Regions from separate parts of the Mus musculus genome. Here regions 1, 2, 3, 5 and 6 are each linked to region 4. A link is a contact called in public Hi-C, HiChIP or PLAC-seq and promoter capture Hi-C data. All regions are on one chromosome and are shown on one strand. The core of a region is the stretch at or near the end of the contact, and the rest is flanking DNA. Distances in the headings are between cores, read along the strand shown.

The links. Promoter capture Hi-C pulls out the DNA fragments that hold promoters and counts their contacts. Hi-C and Micro-C count contacts between places; a contact is called where the count stands out from the background. HiChIP or PLAC-seq counts read pairs in DNA pulled down with a chosen protein or histone mark.
Region 1: a Hi-C map of pro-B cells shows a contact between it and region 4, with 5 times the contacts expected there. The contact joins the enhancer-like site here to the promoter of Srp14 in region 4. A contact is called at or near these places in 1 of 39 promoter capture datasets (pre-B cells), 1 of 15 datasets of contacts at CTCF or cohesin (large pre-B cells), 4 of 484 Hi-C or Micro-C datasets (B cells, memory CD8 T cells, pre-B cells and 1 more) and 1 of 115 datasets of contacts at active chromatin or transcription factors (pancreatic cancer cells).
Region 2: an H3K4me3 HiChIP or PLAC-seq map of pro-B cells shows a contact between it and region 4, with 6 times the contacts expected there. The contact joins the promoter of Rad51 here to the promoter of Srp14 in region 4. A contact is called at or near these places in 1 of 39 promoter capture datasets (neural stem cells), 2 of 115 datasets of contacts at active chromatin or transcription factors (large pre-B cells and pro-B cells) and 1 of 9 other capture datasets (embryonic stem cells).
Region 3: a contact with region 4 is called in an H3K4me3 HiChIP or PLAC-seq map of bone marrow-derived macrophages, with 3 times the contacts expected there. The contact joins the enhancer-like site here to the promoter of Srp14 in region 4. A contact is called at or near these places in 1 of 39 promoter capture datasets (embryonic stem cells), 2 of 115 datasets of contacts at active chromatin or transcription factors (bone marrow-derived macrophages and pancreatic cancer cells) and 1 of 9 other capture datasets (pancreatic islet).
Region 5: an H3K4me3 HiChIP or PLAC-seq map of pro-B cells shows a contact between it and region 4, with 2.9 times the contacts expected there. The contact joins the promoter of Rpusd2 here to the promoter of Srp14 in region 4. A contact is called at or near these places in 1 of 39 promoter capture datasets (erythroid cells), 4 of 484 Hi-C or Micro-C datasets (CD4 T cells, CD8 T cells and natural killer cells), 4 of 115 datasets of contacts at active chromatin or transcription factors (bone marrow-derived macrophages, large pre-B cells, memory CD8 T cells and 1 more) and 2 of 9 other capture datasets (adipose tissue and liver).
Region 6: a contact with region 4 is called in a promoter capture Hi-C map of erythroid cells, with 24 times the contacts expected there. The contact joins the promoter of Vps18 here to the promoter of Srp14 in region 4. A contact is called at or near these places in 2 of 39 promoter capture datasets (erythroid cells and pre-B cells) and 1 of 115 datasets of contacts at active chromatin or transcription factors (regulatory T cells).

Annotation. Positions count from the first base shown.
Region 1 is chr2:119,187,750-119,190,658 of GRCm38.p6, forward strand. The region is part of intron 1 of Dnajc17 (DnaJ heat shock protein family (Hsp40) member C17); the gene reads right to left. It also overlaps the pseudogene Gm14138. Among named protein-coding and RNA genes, the nearest start is that of Gm14137, 15 kb to the left of the region's middle. Within about 2 kb of position 1,357, at least 52 of the 459 cell types and tissues checked have an H3K27ac peak or open chromatin away from gene starts, as enhancers often do. A contact at or near this core is called in B cells, pancreatic cancer cells and pro-B cells, where this site is marked.
Region 2 is chr2:119,111,274-119,114,145 of GRCm38.p6, forward strand. Rad51 (RAD51 recombinase) reads left to right here and starts at 1,541. Exons shown (of 10, transcript NM_011234.5): 1 at 1,541-1,761.
Region 3 is chr2:119,014,703-119,017,402 of GRCm38.p6, forward strand. No RefSeq gene overlaps it. Among named protein-coding and RNA genes, the nearest start is that of Ccdc32, 13 kb to the right of the region's middle. Within about 2 kb of position 1,254, at least 92 of the 459 cell types and tissues checked have an H3K27ac peak or open chromatin away from gene starts, as enhancers often do. A contact at or near this core is called in bone marrow-derived macrophages and pancreatic islet, where this site is marked.
Region 4 is chr2:118,478,427-118,481,342 of GRCm38.p6, forward strand. It overlaps Srp14 (signal recognition particle 14), which reads right to left and starts at 1,270. Exons shown (of 5, transcript NM_009273.4): 1 at 1,165-1,270; 2 at 952-1,024; 3 at 495-607. The coding sequence starts at 1,188.
Region 5 is chr2:119,033,403-119,036,219 of GRCm38.p6, forward strand. Rpusd2 (RNA pseudouridylate synthase domain containing 2) reads left to right here and starts at 1,388. Exons shown (of 3, transcript NM_173450.3): 1 at 1,388-2,066. The coding sequence starts at 1,422.
Region 6 is chr2:119,287,381-119,290,136 of GRCm38.p6, forward strand. Vps18 (VPS18 CORVET/HOPS core subunit) reads left to right here and starts at 1,362. Exons shown (of 5, transcript NM_172269.3): 1 at 1,362-1,750. The coding sequence starts at 1,660.

The DNA.
Region 1 (2,909 bases), core at 107-2,606, 710 kb after region 4:
TAAGGGGCATCCCTGTTACAGACTAAGGAGAACTGTAGAGAGGAAGCGCAAGTCTGTTCTCGGATGCATCGTGGACGCTAATCTCAGTGTTCTCAACTTGGTTATTGTAAAGAAAGGAGAGAAGGATATTCCTGGACTGACAGACACTACTGTGCCTCATCGGGACCTAAAAGAGCTAGTAGAATCCGAAAGCTTTTTAATCTCTCCAAAGAAGATGATGTCCGCCAGTATGTTGTCAGGAAGCCCTTAAACAAAGAAGGTAAGAAGCCCAGGACCAAAGCACCCAAGATTCAGCGTCTTGTTACTCCACGCGTCCTATAACACAAACGCCGATGTATTGCTCTGAAGAAGCAACGCACTAAGAAGAACAGGAGGAGGCTGCAGAATACGCTAAACTTTTGGCCAAGAGAATGAAGGAAGCCAAAGAAAAGCGCCAGGAACAGATTGCCAAGAGACGTAGGCTGTCCTCGCTGAGAGCTTCTACTTCTAAGTCTGAGTCCAGTCAGAAATGAGTCTTTAAGAGCAACAAATAAATAATGACCTTGAATCTCAAAAAAAAAAATGAAGAGAGAGAAATCAGCACTCAACACTTATGTATACAATAATCACTCTAGGGTTGTTCTTCCTCATGTTTGTTTTGTTTTTTGTTCAAGACAGGGTTTCTCTGTGTAGCCCTGGCCGTCCTGGAACTCACTCTGTAGACCAGGCTGGCCTTAAACTCAGAAATCTGCCTGTCTCTGCCTCCTGAGAGATGGACTCAAAGGTGTGCGCGACCACCACCCAGCTTGGATTTAAAATTTAAAAGCAATTAAGTCAAAGCATTACAGACGCCTGGTCAGGCTCATCAGCACTTTGTCCTCAGAGCATCAGAAGGACTCTGAGAAAGAGATGAGGAGCAAAGGCTCAGGTCTGTAACCCTAGCTGGCAGGCTGACAGGCTGCTCATGTCTGAGACAACACTGGGGTACAAGGTGAGTGCCACAGACCCTGTCTCAAAAAACAAACACAGAACAAAAAAAAACCCAAAACTATTTCTAGATGGATGGACGGGGGGAGGGGGGATCACATGCATGCACAAAAGGGGAAAGGGACCCCCAACAGTGTCTTGGTGTGATGTAGAACCAAGCTAACTGAATTTACTGTGTAGTCCAGGCTGACCTTAAACGTACCCTGTTCCTATCCTGGCCTCCCAAGTGCTGCAATTACACTCATCTACTACCAGGCCAAACTCTAGCATTTCTTTATTTGCAAAAATTAAAAAGCAGAGCCTGGAGAAATGGTTCAGTGGTTAGGAGCAGTTGCTGCTCTTAAAATGAACTGGATTCACTTCTGAGCACCCAAGTGGTTGCTTGTAACTCCAGGGGATCTGGTGCCCCCTTTTGGCCTCTAGAGACACTGCAGGCATAAGCATAGACGTGTGTGCAGGTAAAACACATAAAAACAAGTGAACCAACAGCTAGCAGACATTCTTTCATATGTGACCTGCTCAGACGTTTCCAGGAAAAGGTGGTACAGACACGGGCCTGACTCCGCTCACTGACTCCGCTCTGAGACCTCAGCATCTCACTTGTGTTCTGTACAGGTTTCCTGCTGCTTAAACTCCAGGAAGGAGCGGCTCAGCGCTCTGGCTTCCTGGTCTCTCAGAGGGAACTAATTCTACCTCTGCACTCAAGTGAGCTAAACAAGGACCGTCAGTGACAGGCAGCCAGCATCTCCCAGGAGAGTCCACCTGGCAGGCACCAGACTCAAACGCGCGCCAGTTCCCGAGCCCCGGATCTCTGAGGTTGTGCTGCCACCTGCTGGGCTCAGCCAGTCCCACACCCATACCTGCCAGGGCTAGTCTGGTTTTCCAGATTGAATAGCAAGGGAACAGATTGAACAGCGAGGGAACAGAAGTTCATCCCTGTTGGTCCATCTTCCCAACTGCCCACCTATGCATACCCCAGACCACACGCTCATTACCCCAGCTCTCTTATTAAAAAATTAAAATGAGCTAGGCATGAAGGCTTCACATCTGTAACCCCAACCATCAGGACACTGGGGCAAGAAAATTGGAAGCTCTGGACTAGACTGGGCTACAGAATGAGACCATAACTAAGCATTCCTCCCTTCCAAAAACCCAATACAACAATAAGGAAAGACATGGCTTCCCAGGTAGTCTCTCAAGTGCAATCCTGACTTCCAGGATGCATGCAATCTGTCTTTGCGCCCCCACTGAGCCCACAGCTACATCTGGTGCTCTTGAGCCGGGTTCTCACTGTGTTGACCTAGCTGGCCTGCAATTTGATTTGTAGATCAGCCTACCCTTTAACTGTCAGGCATCTGCCCACCTGTCTTCTCAGTGCTGGCATTACAAAGATAGCCACCTCTCGAATAACCAACCAACCAACCAACCAACCAACCAACCAACCAACCAACCAACAAACAAAGATAGCCACCTCTCGAATAACCAACCAACCAAACAACAAACAAAGATAGCCACCACTAGACCTGGTTCCTACCTCTTTTGTTTGTTTGTTTATTTATTTATTTATTTATTTATTTATTTATTTATTTATTTATTTTGGTTTTTCGAGACAGGGTTTCTCTGTGTAGCCCTGGCTGTCCTGGAACTCACTTTGTAGACCAGGCTGGCCTTGAACTCAGAAATCCACCTGCCTCTGCCTCCCGAGTGCTGGGATTAAAGGTGTGCGCCACCATGCCCGGCTCCTCTTTTTTTTTTTTTTTAAAGATTTATTTATTTATTTTTTGCATATGAGTACACTGTAGCTGTCTTCCGACACATCAGAAGAGGGTATCTGATTCCATTACAGATGGTTGTTAGCCACCATGTGGTTGCTGGGAATTGAACTCAGAACCTCTGGAAGAGCAGTCAGTGCTCTTAACCGCTGAGCCATCTCTCCAGCCCCT
Region 2 (2,872 bases), core at 291-2,790, 630 kb after region 4:
TTATCCAGAGAAACTTAACTAAGGTGTCTCTCAAAATACAAAGTAAATATACATCAAGAATGGTGGCTTTTTTTTGTGCAACCCCAGACGTTGGGGAGCTGAGTCCAATCTGGGTTACAAAGAACCTGTCTCAAAAATAATTACCTGGGGCTGGCGAGATGGCTTAAGTGGTTAAGAGTTCCCACTGCTCTTCCGAAGGTCCTGAGTTCAAATCCCAGCAACCACATGGTGGCTCACAACCATCCGTAACGAAATCTGATGCCCTCTTCTGGAGTGTCTGAAGACAGCTACAGGGTACTTACATATAATAAATAAATCTTAAAAAAAAAATTACCTAGGGCTGAAGAGATGGCTCAGCAGTTAGGAGCACTGAGTCCAGTTCCCAGTAACCACATGGTGGCTCACAACCATCTGTAAATGGAATCACAACCATCTGTAAATGGAATCTGATGCCCTCTGGATGTCTGAAGACAGCTACAGTGTACTCATTAAATATAAGTAATTTTCAGCTAAGCATGCAGCTACGTTGTTGAAGTGCTTGTGTGGCATGCATACAATCCAGGATTCAATCCCCAACACAGAACATAGTAATGTTCCAGCAGTACAGGAAACAAAGGTGGGAGAAGGATTGTCATTCTTGGCATAGAGTTAAGGAGCCGGGCGGTGGTGGCACACGCCAGCACTTGGGAGGCAGAGGCAGGCGGATTTCTGAGTTCGAGGCCAGCCTGGTCTACAAAGTGAGTCCAGACAGCCAAGGCTACACAGAGAAACCCTGTCTCGAAACCAAAAAAAAAAAAAAAAAAAAAAAAAAAAGAGTTCAAGGAGTATGAGATCTTGTCTGAAAACACCTAGATGTATAACAAGAAACATACGAAGTTCCTGGCAAACTCCACAAACCTTTACTTTATTCAATTTTGCTCCTACTTTTCTGGAGTAACCACTACAAAGCGAGAGAAGAAAAAAAACACTAGAGAGTGAGTTATTTCGCTTTAGTTTTTGGTAGTTTTATGAATGTATATATTTAGATTATATCCACCGGTCCCAACCCCCGCCCAATTAAAAGGTTTTTTTTTTCCACCTCGCTGATTCCCACACTGGTTTTCTAATCGCTGGCTCCATTCGCAGGTTTTATCTTTATTCCAGCTTCTTCATCTCTGCCGCCCACAGAGACCAAGAGAACACCTGGTTCCAAAGCATACCATCCCAACTACCAAAGATCCACACTCTGCCAGAACTGGCCAAAGCCTTTCTGACCGAAGTCCACATCCGCTGTGCAAGAAGTTTTGCAGAGGTGCTTCCGCAGCAGTGCATTCTGGGTTATGTAGTCCTGGGCTGATCACATCGTCTTTGCAGACTTGTAGTCCTCAGTCGGGTAACCAGAAAGGCCGGATCAGAACAATCATAAAGGAAGGGAAGAGTGACCCTACGAAATCACTCGGCTTCAAAGCCGTCCGGCATGTCCGTCAGGTTCGCAGCAGAAGCGGAAGTAGGTATGAGGCGGGTCGGAGAAAGGCGTGATGACGTTGCAGCGATAGGAGCGTGAGGATTTGGCGGGATTTCCGAAAGTCGCGCGCCGTGCGCAGATCCGCGCCTGGGCAAAGCCGAGGCGCTCCCACAGGTGTGGCCAGGAAGACTGAAATTTTTCGTAGAAAACCTGACAGAGGAGCAACGAAGCGCGTTCGAGCCGGGTGAAGTGGGGGGAGTGTGGTGTGTGCAGAGCCGGCTGCCCGGAGGAGCGAGCGGCCCGTGGCCGCGGGACAGGTGAGTGTGCGGCGCCGGCGCACCCCTTCCATGGCCGCTCGGCTTCTTGAGCCGGCTCAGGCCAGTGCTCCCGTAGCCAGCTTTGTGGGTCCCCTCTACGCTGAGAAACCGGAGAAAGGCGGAGCAGGGCGACCAACCGACCGACGCTAACTGACCCACTGAATTCGTTGTGGAGAAAACCGACCTGTACTTCAAGCATTTGTTTTGAGACCCGAGGTCACGACCTAGGCTGGGCAGGGCTCGAACTGCTACCCTTAGTCTCCCAATGCTGGGATTTACAAACTTTCAGGTTCACTTCTGTGGTCCGGACGCAGGAAGCTGAGATCAGAGAAAAGTGCTCACAGCTGTTACGTAGTAGGGCCAGGGCTAACAGATTCTTGGTTACTTTAAAATGAGGGTAGTGGCTGGTCTCTCTGGAGACTGAAGTAGAAGGCCCCAGAGTTCAAAGATTGCGTAAGCAAAAGAGTAGCAAAGACCGAGAAATAAAACAAATTTCTAAAGAGAATCTTGGCTAGATGACTCACCTATATAATCGTAGCACTTGGGAGAGGCAGGAGGATGACAGTTTCAAGACCATCCTGAGCCACAAATGGAAGAGCTGTCTCAGAAAAGGAAAAGTGAAGAACAGGGGCTGGAAGGTGGCTCTGCTGTTAAGAGCACTTGCTGCTCTTCCCAAGGAACTGAGTTCAGCTCCTGTACCCACATGGTGGCTTACAACCAACCATAACTCCAGTTCCAGGGGATCCAGTGCCGCCTTCTGACCTCAGATACCAGGCATGCTTGTGGTACGCACACATGTATGCAGGCAAAATTCTCATGAACAAAAAAGAAATCTAAAAGGAACTTCCAAGAAATAAAAATAAAATGAAGTATAAAATACAAAGATGTATAAAATACAAGTGTATACGTGAGTGAATACAAAGTGAATATATTGGGGGCTAGAGAGAGGGCTCAGTGGTTAAGAGCACTGACTGCTCTTTTGAAGGTCCCAAGTTCAAATCCCAGCAACCACATGGTGGCTCACAGCCATCAGTACAACTGCAGTGTACTCATATACATAAAATAAAATCTTTCAAAAACAAGACAACAAAAAAAGAATGTATCTATGTAA
Region 3 (2,700 bases), core at 4-2,503, 540 kb after region 4:
CTGAACAACGTTCTCAGGATCCTTCAAACACCCTTTCGCCTAAGCTCTTTGTACACACTTAGGCTCCCCTATACTCTCTCTCTTTTAAAAAATATTTATTTATTTTTTTTTATTTAATATATATGAGTGCACTGTAGCTGTATAGATAGATGGTTGTGAGCCTTCATGTGGTTGTTGGGAATTGAATTTAGGACCTCTACTTGCTCAGGTTGGCCCCGCTCGCTCAAGTCAAACCACACTCAGTCCGGTCCAAAGGTTCATTTATTATTATGTCTAAGTACACTGCAGCTGTCTTCAGAGGCACCAGAAGAGGGCGTCAAATCTCATTACCAGTGGTTGTGAGCCACTATGTGGTTGCTGAAATTTGAACTCAAGACCTTCGGAAGAGCAGTCAGTGTTCTTACCCGCTGAGCCGTCTCGCCAGCCCCCACCCCACCCCCATACTCTTAACACTCTATTTCTTCCTGCTCCGACTGGTTCTTCTGCAGTGGCTTCCTTAAGTGGCCTTTCTCCAACACCTGCCACCAGCTGGCCTAGGGCTCTCATCTCTCCTCTGCAGGTGCTCAGAAGTGCCCTGTACTTACATTTCCTTCTGTTGGGGTTCTACTTTATTTACCACCACACCCAGTGCCTGGAGCAGGACAGAGGCTCAGCACACGATGGTTGGCTGAATGGATCTCTGCCTTAAATAGTCTACTGCTAGGCTCGAGTAAACAGTGCTCCCACAAACTATGACTACAATGACAGCGTCCTGTCTCGACTCCTGTAACTGAAATAGAGCCGATGCTGCGTGAGGTCGTCTGAAGAAAATGTGAGCAGTTTTATGTGGCTTGGGGAGGCAGGATGGAAGATGTGGCTCAGGGCATCTTTCCTCTTCCAGCAATCATCTGGTTAGGCAGGCCTGCCTGAAAGGGACACACCTTGGCAACAGTTGGTGGGATACTTGTTTATGCTGTGTGAACGTCCGGAGCCTATTTCTGGAGCAGGTACTGGATGCAAGCCTGTGCCATTCCAGCACTGACCTTGCCAAGCCCTGGGTGATGAGTACATACGCCAGAAAAAAAAAAAAAAACAGTGCCAGTCACTTACTTCCCTGGCTCCCACCCAACCTTCCCTGCATCTACCAGGTCATTAATGCCTTATCCCTGGCTGGTAATTACCTCCCGTGACTGAGGCTGAGCGCTATCACTGCGGTTGCTCTACCGTGTCCTTCAGTAAGGACACGGAAGGAAGCTGGGTGACGAGGCTCTCCCCAACACTCGCACTTCACCGATTTAAGGAAGTTCTCCCTAGAGCTTCGGGGTGAAAGGAACCAGATGAGTGTTTTAGGCCAATCTTATCTTTCCTATGGTTAGTCTAATTACTGAAAGGGAACTGGAACACAAAGAGGTCATTTGACTTATTTATGACCACACAGTAAGCCACAGGACAAAGATAGCACCCCAGATGCCTGGTTTCAAATTTAGTGCCCCTTCAGGAGCTTAAGACAATTCTATATGAGTACAGAGTTGGCTTCAGGAGCTGATGTCAGATTCGGTGTAGGTTAATGGGGTTTCACTTATTAAAATAATAAATAAATAAAATTAATAAAATACTTAGGTAAGTGACCATAGCTAAAACTTGCTGATTTTTTTTTTTTTTTTTGGTTTTTCGAGACAGGGTTTTTTCCTGTGTAGCTCTGGCTGTCTTGGAGCTCACTTTGTAGACCAGGCTGGCCTTGAACTCAGAAATCCACCTGCCTCTGCCTCCCAAGTGCTGGGATTAAAGGCATGCGCCACCACGTCCAGCACAGCTTTGCTGAATTCTTAATCAAGATGGCTGGAGCTCTGAGCCCTTCCTCTCACACCTCCAGCAGGTTTTCTCAGAATCAGTCTTCTGCCTTCTCAGACCACAACGTCTGTGTTCTGCTTGTTGTTGTTGTTGTTTTCAACATGTATTTTTTTTATCTGTCTGTAGGGGGGGATGGTGCCCCCAGAAGCTGTAAGTGGGTGTTGGATCCCCTAGGGTTGGAGTTACAAGCAATGGTACGCTGTCTGGTGTGGGCACTGAGAACTGAGCGCAGGTCCTCTGCAAGAGCAGCCAGTGCTCATAACTGTTGAGCCATCTCTCCAGCCCCCAAATGTCTATTTCTGAGGTAGAAAATAGGAGGTAGAGAAAAGAAAAAGCTAAGATTTTTGCCTTAATTATAGAACCACTACTTTTGGCTATAAAAGACTGTCTTACGGTCCCTAGGACCAGCTGCTCTTTGGTAGAGTTCCTCTGAACCTTACTTGTTTTCTTCCTTCTCGTTCCGGAGGAGGAATGGTTTTCTTTTATGATATGGGATGAAGAAAAATCTTAGCTTTTTTCTTTTACTCCTCCCCATGTAGCCGAAGCCATTAGTTGGCCCCAGAGGAATAGAGAGGTCTGTCATCTGGCTTCCAGAGAGAGGGGGGGGGCAGCTAGAGAGCCTGGGGCAGCACTGGATTCTATCAGTGTTCAGGCTTCCCAAGGTGCCACCAAGGGCCACCTTTTATATCAAATATATCCAACTCACCAATAGTAGCAGGAATAGAGCTGACACTGGTAGTTAACGACAAAAGAGCTGAGAAAAGTATATCTGGAAATGATCAAGCATTTCTGCCATTAAGCAAGTATACGGTATGACCTACCTGGCTCCTATCCTCCTCAATATGGCAAATACTTTGATTTGGAAATGAG
Region 4 (2,916 bases), core at 20-2,519:
CTTATCCCAACCAAACAACCCACCCCCTCCACCAAAAAGAAGCAGAAGTAGATCCTGATCCCACAACAGCCTGGGAGTGACAGGCCAAAATGACAGGGAAGGGGGACCCGGACCTAATCCTGACATGCCCCTCCTCCCTCGGGGTGGGGGTGAGGCTCAACCCAGAGCGATGACTTAGCGGGATGAAGACCCTGGCTTGGGTCACATCTCCAACTTCACAAAAACCATCACTGTCATCTGTCTCAGTTGATGAGACACTCCTGTGACACCAGCACGGGCTGAAGCGCCTGGTGTGAGCTTCCTAAATCACAAGTTCAAAGTCAGCCTGAGTAGACTGCAAGACACTATTTTAATTTTTTTTAAATGTGTTCCCCTAGCTAGCACTGAGATAGGTTGCTCCTGTACCTTGGCTACTTGAGAGAAAACTGACTTTTTCTGAGTCGGCCAGGCCAACTCAAAAGAAAGCAGAGCCTTAAGAAAGGCCTCCAGCTCACCACGGTGCTGATCTTCCTTTTCCCATCCGTGGCTCTCAACAGACACTTGTTTTCTGCGGGCTCGAGGCCCTCCACAGAACTCTTCCTCGGGATAGGTTTGGTGCGACCGTCATCTGTGTTTAAGAAAAAAAAAAGTCCACCCAGGTAAACACCACCACAGGCGTTGCTTCTGGGTCCAAAGTGATGATCGTAAGGAAGGGTCCGCCATCACTCAGGATACAGCCAAAACTAGGAGCAACGACTCGCTCGATAAACACTGGGACCCCGAGGCATATTCTTCCTCACTAACGGAGCGGGGGCCGGGCTGCCTGACAACGGGCGTCGGACACACTTGGGGCCCCACTGTCACGGTGAGTGGGTGGCCGGCGCCGCACCGGCCACGAGCCCCGGAGGTGGCCGGTGCGGACAGGCCGGGGGCCGGGCTGTCCCCTCCCAGGCGGCCCCGGAGATTGCTTACATTTCTTGAGGGTGATGAACACGCTGCCCGACGAGCGGCACTTCTGGAAGAGCCTGGTCAGCTCCGTCAGGAACTGCAACACAACACGCCCCGTTAGGCAGCCTCCGCTCCTCGCCCCGCCGCCTCACGGCCCCGGCCCGCCCGCAAAGGGAGAACCGCGACCCGAGCTGACCCCACTCGCTCGAGTCCCGGGCCCTCCGGGGCCGCCGGTACCTGCTCGCTCTCGAGCAACACCATCCTGGGCTCCGCAGGTCCGACGCCGTCAGCAGAAGCCTCCAGCGGTTACAGCCGGAAAACTCGCTCGCGCTGGGCGGGACTTCCGCTTTAGTTGCACGTCTTCCGTCAATCCTCGCTTCGCTCGGGTTGCCTTGCGCCTGCGCGCTCGGCGCCTCCTCCCGCGTCTATCCAGGATGAGGAGTGACGCTTGCTTTCGGTGGTTGGACTGCGTTGTCAAGCTACACCGTAGGCTGTAGGAGGGAATGAGAGCAAAAGAAAGACTGGATAGACATATGCAAGTCACCCAAGAGTCCACTGACTCACTTTCCCCATTTTTTACACAATGATCTGGTTTCTCAGAACTTGCTGATGAAGATGAAGATGTGAGGTGTTTTTATAGATGCATTGTTTACATTTAGGAATAAGTGGCCAAGGAGCTCCAAGTTAAACTCAAAGCCGAAAGCTAAAACAGCAGAGTTCGCTGTTTCAGTATCTTTGTTTGAGGTATCTTTAGACAAAGAGTACTTGCTCTGAAGGCACTGTTGATCTATCTCATCGGCAGTGCTGAAGTCAGCAGGAAGCACAGGCTAGACCCCAGAAAAAGGTGCTTTTTTTTTTGTTTTGTTTTTTTTTTTTTGTTTCCAGGGTCCATAGTTTTTTCTTTCTATCCTACTTCAGAGGGTGGGAAAATATGTGAAAGTGATTGGAGAAGGAGCCGGGGATCACACGGGGCCTTTGCCACCGTTAGCAGGGCCCATAGCCACAGAAGGCTCAGATGTTGTTCCTGGTAGAAAGAGGGGAGTGGGGAGGGAGTGGCTCATCGGTGGAGTGTGAGTATCTGGATTTAAGATGTTTAAAAATCTTAAATTCAGACAAGAATGATGGCCCATGACTTTAATCTCAGCACTCAGGAGGCAGAGACAGGCAGAGGATCTCTGAGTTCAAGGCCAGCCTAAAGTGGAAACTTCTGGTTTCTTTGGTAAATCGGTTATATCAAAGAACATTTCGCTGAAGCAGACACAGGTAAAAGGATGTTTAGAAAGAATGAGAGATGAAGGATTCTTCGATAACAACATGCATGCATTGGTTCACCTTACATTGAGTAGCTGAGCTCCGTTTGTCATGACCCCATAGAGAGAAATGCACACACACACACACACACACACACACACAAAAACTTCTGGTGATATGCTGCAGTTTCTTGCCACTTCCTCGGACTCCAGCCAATTGGCAGAGTGATGTCAGCTGATACAGACTCATGGAGTTTTGCTAAGTCAGACTGAGGCAAGACCCTTAGAGGACACGTGATGTTTGGAGGGAGTATAAATAGGACTCAATGGACAGTGATGGGGGCTTGCATAGTTAGTTTTGGAGTGCTTCTCGGTCTTGCGTCTTCAATGATCTTCACGTCATTCAGAGAGACATGGCAGAGAACTTCTCCTGGCTTAATTGCTCCTGCTGGTTTTGGTGGAGGCCTGGCAGTTTCTGCTAGGTCATGCCACCACTGCTGATTCATGTTTGCCATCCCAACACTTCTGAGTTGGACTGCTGGGCTGCTTCTCGGTGTATTAATGAAGTATTTGCGAGTGGATGGAGCTGCTGCTACTGAACGCTATGAACTGAACTGCTGATTTCCTGACAATGGGGGTGGGATTTGCTCCAAAGAATAATTTCTAAACAGATACACTTCCCCTGTATCCTAATAACCTGTAGGTAGTGGGCTAGAAGGGAGGTTAGAGCATTTAGGAA
Region 5 (2,817 bases), core at 138-2,637, 560 kb after region 4:
GATATATTTAGTGATTTTCAAGGGACAAAGGGTTGTGGGGGCAAAGAGTAATTGGCACAGCAGCAAGTCTCACAGTGGCAGCATCCCAAGTGGGGTTCTTCTCCAGCAACAGATAGTTTTCAGAGGCCTTGCTTGCCTTGATTTGGTCTCTTTCCTCAGTCTATACTTCAACTCTTTTATGAATCCTATGAAGTACTAACATCCTCCCAGTAATCCCTGCTCTGATGAAGTTAGCCAGTGCAGTTTTCAGCATTTTGCATTTAAGAACCCTAGCAGGCTAGGGAGATAAAGGAAGGGCTAGGCTCAGTTGGTAAAGTGCTTGTCATGCAACATAGACCTCAGTTCGATCCCCAGAACCGACATTAAAAAGGTGGGCATTGCAGTACATGCTTGTGAGAGGCCCTGTCTCATTAAACAAAATGGACGGCACCAGAGAAAGGTCATCTGAGGTTGACCTCTCACCTTTGCACACACTCATACATACAAGTGCATGCAACTGGCACACACATACACACATAAGACCTTGGCAATAAAATTTTGATCCATTTGAAGTTCTAATGTGCAAGTGGTTCTGGATAAGAGTTCATGGAAGTCAAATAGGCAATCTCTAGTTCTTTTCATGCTGTTAGCAGGAAGGGCAGGTGTGAAAAAAATTGCTTCTGGGGAGTATGTCTATAATACATATGTACATATACAATTATATATAATATGTAATATATAATATATATAATAATAGCTTTATCAAGGTATGTAACATACTATAATATGCAGCCTTTAAGTCATACAATAGCAGTACTGGGTATACTTAAATGAACGAGTGCTTGATACTCTAGGATTCTCCAACACTGTCCCTCAAAAGTAAAAGCAAAGTAGACAAATTGGTACTAATACAGTCATAGCTGTAGCAACTTTCATTCTGATTGGTACTTTTTTCCTGCTTGTTTGCCTTGTATTCGTTTTTTAAAACAATAATAATTACTATTCTTTTGCTTGTCTGCTTTTATTTTGAGACACACTCTTGAATAACCATAGAACTGAAACTCCTGATGCTCCTTCTGAGCTACAGGTGTGCGATACCTTGCGGGCTCTGCCTCTTTTAAGTACACTTTTAGGCGTTTTTTACAGACCCAGGAAAATAGCGCTTATCTATTTGAAATGTGTACCATCATCTCCATTCAAGTCTTTTATGTGGAGCACTCCCGAAGATTTCCTTTAGGAAATACCATCTGATCTCTTCAATGAGTCTACCTGTGACCTTGGGCATAAGGGTACTCCAAGCAAGGACTTCCTCAGACACCTAACTCTGAAAACAACTCACTTTTCCCTTCTTGCAAACCCGCCTCTGTACTGGGATCTTCCTGATTGGTTGTTACCTTGTGACGCCATCAGATTGCGACCCTGAAGCGGCTAGCCGTGCTGTCATGTGGCGGGGTGTCCCGGGCTGCCTACGGGACATTGTGCAGTGGCAGGTGGCGCTCTGGTCCCACAGCTTTGTCCGGACTTGGGGTAGCTGTGGGAAGGCGATGACTGAGGCACTGTCTGCGCAAGCCGAGGCAGCGGGCGGGCTGAAGGCTTTGGTTCAGCCAAATGGAGATGCTGGTAGCAACACGAGCGGAGAGCCGCTCCTGGAGCGCCTGGAGCCGGCGGCGGTAGGGAAGCAGGTCCCGGAGAGCGGGGACCAGGCCCAGGGAGGCGAAGGGCAGCTCCCGAGCAACGGAGAGCAGACCCCAGCTCCAGTCGCCGACTCAGGCAAGAGGAAAAAGCGGAGGGGCGCCACTGGGGAACGGGTCGTGCCGCCTCCGAAGAAACGGCGCACCGGGGTGAGCTTTAGCGATGAGCACTTCGCAGAGACTACCTACTACTTCGAGGGCGGCCTGCGCAAGGTGCGGCCCTATTACTTTGACTTCCAGACCTACTGTAAAGGTCGCTGGGTGGGCCGCAGCTTGTTGCACGTCTTCAGCACCGAGTTCCGATCCCAGCCACTGTCTTACTACGAGGCCGCTGTCCGGGCAGGACGCCTGCATCTCAACGAGGAACCAGTCCAGGACCTCAGCATCGTGCTCAAGGTGGTGTCTGATGGAACTAGCTTTGAGAAAAGGAGGGAAGGTTTTGGGATTTTTTTTGTTTGTTTGTTTTCTCAGACACACCTTATAAGTATGGGAGTAAAGTGATGGTAATTCAGAAACAATCTCATTTTCTCTTGGTGCTCTTTTAGTCCCCGCTTCCCACAGCCCCAAGTAGGTTAGATAGCCTTCCCACGCTCCAGAACTTAACCTGATCATCCTTGCCAGCAAGGCTGTTTGTTTCCAACAAACAAAATGGAAATTCTCATGTTCCTTTAATATCTGCCTTGTGGCAAGGGCACTGCCTACTTTCTACCCTGCATGATATATCTCTGTACAAATAATAATAGAGACCTCATTTATGTGTTCTTAACTGTATCAGGAACAAAGTTAAGCGTTTTGTGCACTCTAACATTAAACTCAAGTGGCAACTTTGGGGAGTTTGCATTGCTTCTTCTCCCCTTTGTGACCAAACTGAACCTCAAAGTAAGGCAACAGTACGATTCCCAAAGTGTGCGCTCATATTAACACTGAAACTCGTTTCCCATGTGTATAGAATTAGGAAGTCAGGGATAGATACTAGGCAGGTGTTTTGTTTTGATTTATTTATTTTATTTTAGTACACTGCAGCTGTCTTCAGACACACCAGAAGAGGGCATCAGATCCCATTTCAGATAGTTGGGAGCCACCGTGTGGTTGCTGGGAATTGAACTCAGGACCTCTGGAAGAACAGTCAGTGCTCTTAACCACCGAG
Region 6 (2,756 bases), core at 112-2,611, 810 kb after region 4:
CCGACTGTCCGCACACCGTTAAGAGATTTTTTTTTTCTCATTTTATAAATGTAGAAACTGAGCCATGAGAGAGTTCGTTTATGCAAATGTCTAATAAACATTCACTAGTTAGTTATTGGTGACTGCCCTGGAGCAGGTTACAGGTAAAGCTGGGGTTCCCCAGTAAGTTCCCTAGCAGTGCCCTGAGCTCAGTCATGTGACCTCCACCCCCTCTCATTTGGCTCCTCCTCTGTTCCCACCAGCCAGGTCTCCAGCTGTCCCCACACTCTCCTTCATCTGCCTGCCATACCTAACCTGTCACTAGGTCTCTGGTGCCTTCCTCTGAGATGGTCTCCCACTTCCCAGCTCTCTCTCTCCCGGATGGATACATAAGGCCTGTCTTCTGCCTCAGGTCTCATGTCCTTTTCAAACACCTGCTTCCCAGTACCAACATCAGATCTTATCCCCAGTTATAGCCTCCAGTGGATCACACGATAGCTTCCACAGTCTGCCCAAGGCCAGCCCCGCTTCCTCTCCACCCCATTACACGGCTTATAGGGTTTCGCTCGTGACTTTCCTGAAGACTATATATAACCCCCTTTTCTTTTTCTGATACTAGGGCTTGATCCTAAGGCTTCCCACATGCTAGACAAGGACAGTCAACATCACTCAACGTATAGAGTGCCTGGAAGTAGCCTGCTTCAGTTTTCCCGGTGACCCTTGCCTCTCCCCCTACACTAAGGAGCTACTATGAGGCAGCTTACTTAACCTGGCCATTGCGTTGTCAATTTCTTTCTGTTTTGTTTTCTGGGGGTCTGTAGCCCAGTCCTTAGTAATCCTCCTGCCTCAGCCTTCCCACTGCTGGAGATTAAATTTTGTATGGTTTTCTTTTTGCGGTGTAAGGAAAAAAAAAAAAAATCCAGGTCTTATACCCGCTGGGCAAGGTGCTTATGCACCACTGAGCCACACTTGTGACCCATTCAGCTACTTCCTCTGGAAGCTAGGGGGCCCTGGGGTGAAAGAAGGGACACTCAGACTGTTCTGCCTGTGCCTGTGAAGGTGGACTGAGGCAGCAATTCGATTGAGGAACAGGAGGTAGTGTGACAGATGGAGGAGCACCGCCGGCCTTTCAGTGACAGTCTGAGGGAGTGAAGTCTGAGCTGCGGAAGCCTAGGATCCGCGCAAGCCTGTTACTGGACGCCGCTGGGAAATCCCGGGCTGCCTCCTAGCGCCAACATGAGGAACTGCAGCAGCAGGGTGGCCCGCAAGCGCTCCTCCCCCGCCGCGCCGAGTCTCCGACAACGCCTCCTTGTGGAGGCTCAGGTGCCCAGGACTCCAGTTAACACTCGCGGCTGAAAAACCCGGAAGCACGTCATAAGCACGCGTCACGGGGGCGGGAGTCAGCTGAGCTGCCTGGGCGAGGTTGTGATTACCTGGGATCTGCTAAGGGGAGCCTATAATCTCTTGGGACTGGAGCTGGGGTGCAAAGCTGCGCCATGGACTAGTTGGGGCTCCTCGATCGTCTCGTCCTTCACAGAGAAAGCGAAAAGGGCCCCAGAATTTTTAAAAGGTTCTCAGGATCTGTCAGACGCTGGGGAAGCACAACTTGCAAATCCAGGACGACCGGGGTCCCAGTTGTGACCCCCAGCCCCCAGATCAGAGATCCAGAACTTGATTGCCATGGCGTCCATCCTGGATGAGTACGAGGACTCATTGTCCCGCTCGGCCGTCTTGCAGACTGGTTGCCCTAGCGTGGGCATCCCCCATTCTGGTAAGTTAGAAGAGGCCGCCTCTGCCCCTTTCTGTTATGGTAGCATTTACGGGGGAGAGAAGCTCTAGAGCTTGCAGCGTGTGTTTAGGATCTAAGCCCCAGGCCTTTCTTGTCTTGCCCAGCTTGTCATTGGTCGAAGTTTGAAAGAGCCACAGGAACAGCCTCGTGATCTAGGCCTTAACTCAAAGGTCCTTCAAAAGAGGGAACTTGGGCTCAGATAAGGAAGTACTTGTTACTTTTGTCTATAGGCTGCAGTTGGGAGAACTGAATATAGGTTCCAGGCTTCTGTGTCTTGTTCTATGGATTTTTTTTAAAGCTTTTGGAGTCTGTGTATGTGTTCGTTCCCACCAGACTTCATCTTGAGGTAGCAGAGGAGGCAGAATGAGCACTGAACTTGGTGGAACGTGAATGTTATAAGTGAAGGAGGGTCGATCCAAAAGGGAATTTTGTTACTGAACAGGAACAATGGAGATGATTGTCCCGGGGTAAAGCTGGCTGCAGTTTAGAGTGTAGGAGAGCAGCGCAGGGTTACCCACACTATGATGATATTGCAGCGGACTATCGAGAAAGCAACTGTAGCCTATGAACTGGACTGATAGGACTGGGTTCCCAGAACTCTCTACATACAATGGAGACTCACTGAACCATACTGTGTGGACAGCAAGGAAGGGACTTTAGTTTCTCTTGGCCAAAGACCATAAGGGAGAATGCCAAAACCATCCTCCCTGTACTGTCTCCCCCCACCCCCGTTACCACTGGGAACGTGCATATCATGATACAACCTCATCTCAGGCACAGAGAACCAATCCCTTACTACTGTCACAAGTGTGGGAAGAGCCCAGGACCCTTCCAATAAAGACAACCAGAAAACTATTTCATGTTGAACTCTTTATGAACCAAGACCCTGTGGGTAGGAATATACTTGGGAAGCAGAAGTATCAGCTAACACTGGGGTTTCTCTGGGTTTCTGGGTGCCTCACCCCCCTCTGGACGCCTTTTTCTCTTG